Regions from separate parts of the Zea mays genome. Here region 2 is linked to region 1. The links are chromatin contacts, called in public Hi-C maps. All regions are on one chromosome and are shown on one strand. Each heading gives the region's core, a stretch centred on a gene start, on an enhancer-like site or on the middle of the called end of the contact. The rest is flanking DNA. Distances are from core to core; before and after follow the strand shown. Region 1 holds the start of LOC100276791. Region 2 holds the start of LOC100280929.

Region 1 (2,700 bases), core at 154-2,653:
AATCTCTAAGCAAGAAAGGTTACCCGAGGGCTTTGGTGGCTTCTGCCTTGGATTTTATGTGGGGAGTCACCATCAGCTGCTGTCATCAAAGCAAAAGATTTCCACACATCAGGAGTGTCAGGGACAGTAAGGATTATCTAGAACAGGATAAAAAAAGCTCTCAAAATCCTGAGGCGAAGAGGCTAAAAAACTCTGCACGGTGACATACTCATAACAGAGGCACTGCCGTCACCGCCGGAATTGTCCAGGCGCACCCAGTCGTCCACTATCTCCTTCCACTTCCTTCAAGTTGCAAGCAACACCAGGTTCCACAAAAGAGGATAATTAGACAGCATATTCAAAACCGAAAATCATCTGTCTAGTTCAACAGTGTCCGTGCCCATGTTCATCACCTGATGAGCTGCTTCACCAGCCGCCTGACCTCGGCCGAAGGATGCTTGCGCAGACCATTAACCTGCCGCCCGATGTCAGTCTCCTGCAGAAACACGAACATAAGCTTCAAAACTTTACCCTTCACATGGTTGTTGCTCCTGATCATCTCAAACAAGCAAGAAAACCGATTGGTCCACCCATTGGGTAAGCCAAACAAGAGTGAAAGAACAAAATGGCAAAAGAAAACTTGACCTGGAGTGCGTTGTAGGTAACATCCATGTCTGCCAGGTTCTGCAGCAAGCTCACCAGCTCGTTCTCGGGCTGTGACAAAACACCACAAGCGTGCAGTTTGCGTGAAAAACGACCGCGCATTTGGAGCAAATTTGCGCTGCGAGTTGGTAAAAATGGCTTCTTTGGGGACCTGATTAGGGTCCTCCAAGAAGTCCCTGATGGCCACGATCTTGCTCTCGAGATCAGGCTCGCCGGCGCCGAGCACCTCGGTCTGTGCCTCCGCGCCACCGGCTTGCGCGTCAGCCTCCGCCCACGGAGAAGCCGGAGCCGCCTCCTCGCCGTCCTCTTCCTCCAGCCCCGCGGCCGCTAAAGCGGCAACAGACGGCGGACGCCCGGCGCAGTTGCTACAGCCCGCGGCGGCAGCGTAGAGGCGCTCGACGATGCTATCGCGGCGCGCGCGAAGCTCGTCGGGGCGGTCGCGAGCGGCCGCGTCCAGCGCTGCGTCAACCAGCGCCCACAGGTTGCCCCCGAAGGCGTCCAGCGCGCGGCCGAGACGCTCGCCCCGGTCCATCGCCGGGCAGCCCACAACAGAGAACTCCTCACGACTGCTCTGCACAGACGCCGGGTGGGGCGTCGGATCGCCGGAGAGACAAAGCGGAGGCGGTGGCGGGCGTGTCGGGCCCGGCAAGCGAGCGGGAGGCGGAGCGACAGCGACGGACCCAGCTAAGGCTGCGGCGGTGGATCCAGAATGAGGGAGAGGAGAGAGAGAGAGAGAGGAAGACGGGCAGACGCAGACGGTAGAATTCTTGGCGATATTCCTATCGCTGGCTGGATTTGGCTGCGCTCAGCGTCAATCAGCTTCGGGTGGTGTTGGTGCCGTGGGTGTGGGTTGGTTTGGTTCGTTCTTGCGTGCCCCGCCCCCCGGGGTGTGGGGGCCTGCTGCGCGTTGCGATGCTCTCGGTCTCGGGCCTCGCCGCGCCGGTGGCCGCTTTCCGCCGCCTGGTCCCATGCGCTGTCTTTAACTCCGTTCCGGGGAGTGACGAAAATAGCCTCGGAAACCGCGGGGGCTCTCCTCCGGTCCTACGCCGCATTTATTTTTCCTTCTCGGAATTGTCATCGTTTTCTTTTTCTCTCGGAGAAAACGATGGTTTTTTTTTGGGGAATTGATAATTGCACAAGTGTGTAGCACATGGAATTGAGGTCCTGTTCCAATCTCGTGAGATAAACTTTAGCAGCTTTTTTAGCTACTTTTAGCCATTTGTAATCTAAACAAGAGAGCTAATGGTGGTAATTGAAATTAAACTTTAGCACTTCAACTCATATAGCTAAAGTTTAGCAGGAAGCTAAAGTTTATCCTGTGAGATTGAAACGGGGCCTGATACTGCATGCGTTCCAAGGCGGTGAGTTGGGTGGAGATCCTGATACCGTGGGCAGAGGTGCTTGTAGTGTGAATGTGTTTGTGCCTCAATTTACCCTTGATGTTATGATTTTCTTTTGTGATATATTTATAAAAACATTTACACCTCCTTTCCTAAAATAGTTATTGTTATAGAATTTGTATTCCTCAAACTTTTTTTCAAATTTAACTAGATTTATAAATAATATTAGAAATATTTGTATCCCTAAATAAGTTTATTATGAGAATAGATTTAAGGATCTATTTAATTATACTAATTATGTATATAAGTATTAATAGTTTTATATATATATATTTGATCAAGGTTAAAAAAATGTTTGTGATTGTGTACTCCTATTAGAGTATCTCAAGACAACCCAAAAGATTACTCTAAGATAAAGGCATGGCCAATAATACATGGTTCGGACGAAAGACAACGTCGATCTGGTCACCTCGACCAGGTCAACCTTGATCTTGGTCGTTGTGGGAGATAAATATCCCCTAGGTCCTCATAACGTGGATATGCTCCATGGGTTGCTTGATGGGCCCCCGACAGTTAGCCTAACAGAGTGTACCATTGGATCGTGGCCAGGTAGAACGAGGTCGACCAAGAAGGATGATGAACGGAACAGGGAATAATCTCGAAAAATACGGCACAAGGGTACTATCTGTGCGCGCCAACCACAAAAGGATCATTGATA
Region 2 (2,700 bases), core at 155-2,654, 200 kb after region 1:
ACGAGCCTAATATGCATTAGTATATAAATTAAATCCTCGTGTATTTAGGTGACAAATTATAGCACAATTGGCCATTGTAACTACCGGCTCTTTTCAAATGACAAGTGATCTAAAGTCTTAAACAACATCAGATGTAGCTAAATGTACACATTTAGCAACCAAACAACAAAAGAATGTTGCCTCTCTATATCTATTTGTTTTATGTTATTGTTCTGCCAATCAATCACTAGTCAAACATCAATAATATTTCTATTTGTATTAAATTATGAGTTTCCGTTAATATTTTCGTTTCTGTTTGTTTTCGCAATTCCGTTTATCCTGCTTCCGTTTTCGTTCTCGACTATTCCGGACCCGATCCCGTTTCCGATGATAAAATACGGATACGGAAACGGGAGAATGGGTTTTCCGTCCGTTTTCATCCCGAGTGGTCTGTCATGGTCGTCAGCATCGCACCGCGGCGCCGGACCTTTTTAACACACGTGTAGTAGTTGTATAAAGAATTCTTGGCTATGAGGAGAACGCGTTGGTGGGACAAGGCAACGGCCTATTCGGATTTTGCTACTGCTTTCCTCGCTAATGCGTCGTGGTGGATAACAGGGACAAGTAGGTAATTAATGTATTCTTACTGCAATTACGAGTAGTAGTATAATTACAGCGTACCTGTGCGGGTAATCACAGTGGCACCGAAACCACCAAATCTGGACGCACACATGTGGTCAAACACAACTCGTGGTGGTCAACCATCCGTCGGCCATGTGTGAACCTACGAAATCGCGCGAACAGTCGGGTCTCAGTTTAATATAATATTAAACTCGCATCCAATTTGCTCCCGAATTCTCTTCCATTCCATTTATCCATATACATATTCAATACGTAATTCTTTTATGTCTCAATACTCGAAGTAATGAACTAACACAAATAAAATACTGTTGTACGTACCTCTAAATTGTGTTTGATTAGATGTACAAGTAAAGGTAAAAGAGAACAGCCAGTTTTTATAGTGTTTAGATAGGAGTCACGTAAAGACAAAATAAACACCGTATACATCAAACCAGAACACATAAGTGAATCGTCGACCAGACTCGTTCCACCGTCTGGTCTAGATGAAGCGAACTTGTAGATGGAAACCATCCTGCTCTGCTCCTGCTCCTGCTCCTGCACTGCTGTAGTAGTGTAGTACAAATTTGCCGTACGGACAAAGGAAACGAACAAACAAGCACGCCCGAATCGGGTTTCCCTGGACGAATGCATTGCACCTCGTTTGTGCGAGGTCACTTACTGTAGGCAAGACGGCGGAGGCGGAGCTGACTTTCGGTCGACAAAGTGCCGTGGAAATTCCCAGAGCCGGACACGTGTCCACGCGCCGCATATATATATACATATGTATGCGCACATGGTGGCGACGAGACGAGGGACGCACAGGCCATACATACTACATTCATGTGCTGCGCGCCCAAGGTGGCGAACGCGGAGGGACGAGGGCCCTGTCGTTGCTGCGCCGGCGGTGAGGAGGACGACGAGGACGGCCAGCAGCCGGCAGCGGCGTGGCGAATGCTATCGGGGTACGAGCGGAGCCGGGAGGCGTCCATGATGGTCGACGCGCTGGCCACGGTCGTCGCTGGCGGGGCAACGCCGCCGGCAACGGCCGGTGCCCGTCAGCAGCAGGTATCGCCTGAGGGCCAGTGGTGGAGCGACTACTACGCCGGAGATGTAACGCCGCCGCCCTCTCTTCCTGCACCGGCCGCTCACGGTAACCGACAGTCGATGCAATGCACGCTCCCTCGTTTAGCTACCTGGATCCCGTAACCCTCTGTCCTTGTGCATCTTTGTTCCTATTGTCTCGCTCCGAACAGAGCAGAGCCGCAGCTCATCCTTAGCGACCGTTCCCGTTCGTGCACCACGCGTACTTTGCTCAGCCCTTGCCGTCGCTCTGTCCCATCTTCTTTCCTTCTCTTTATTTACGTAGTCGGTAGTCCGTATGCTTGCTTGAGTTGCTTCTTCTTGTCATGGCATCAGCAGTGGAGTGAGTATACTGCATGCTGAAAAGGTGGAGTACTGCACACTTACCACCCGTCACGGACGCTCACATCCATGACAACTCTGTTTGGACTTCGGCAAGGCTCTCGATCTCTTCGGTGTCGTGACCACGGTAATACAAAAGAGCCAGAATCGTCCTTGAAAACAAACAGCCCTACTGATCTGACTCCAGAGAAACCATTCGAGACAAACCAAACATGGCTTCCAATGACTTCTAGAAATGCATCTACTGTGTACGGTGCTGCGTGACCCTTTATTTGTTTTCCTTCTTCCTTTACCTAGCCTCTGTTCCTCGTGAACTTGTTCAGCCTCTCTTCACACGTTTGCCACGAGTACAAGATACATGGACGAATGTGCTTTCCCACCACTACCAACCCAAAGCATGTCACTGTTGATTGCACTCGCACACTTCTAATGAGTTATTAATACCAAAGCTCTGGCTTCTCGTACATGACAACTTAGAATAATAGCACCACTGTGTCACTGCTGCATTGGGAAAGAAAAGAGAGGACACGCTCTAAAAGCGTTCTTAATGGATGAAATAGCTAGATTCACTCTCTTGTCTACGTGAATAGAAAATATGGAAAAAAAAATAGCTAGCGAGTAAATAGATAGAATATTTCACGTATTTTAAACTATCATTTGTCAACATACAATACAAGT

What was found. Hi-C and Micro-C count contacts between places; a contact is called where the count stands out from the background.
Region 2: a contact with region 1 is called in a Hi-C map of leaf, with 2.5 times the contacts expected there. The contact joins the promoter of LOC100280929 here to the promoter of LOC100276791 in region 1. A contact is called at or near these places in 6 of 25 Hi-C or Micro-C datasets (bundle sheath, ear, leaf and 1 more).

Annotation. Positions count from the first base shown.
Region 1 is chr4:221,907,916-221,910,615 of Zm-B73-REFERENCE-NAM-5.0, forward strand. LOC100276791 reads right to left here and starts at 1,404. Exons shown (of 9, transcript NM_001150502.1): 1 at 794-1,404; 2 at 625-693; 3 at 393-475; 4 at 209-282; 5 at 24-79. The coding sequence starts at 1,174.
Region 2 is chr4:222,111,364-222,114,063 of Zm-B73-REFERENCE-NAM-5.0, forward strand. It overlaps LOC100280929, which reads left to right and starts at 1,405. Exons shown (of 2, transcript NM_001367151.1): 1 at 1,405-1,750. The coding sequence starts at 1,441.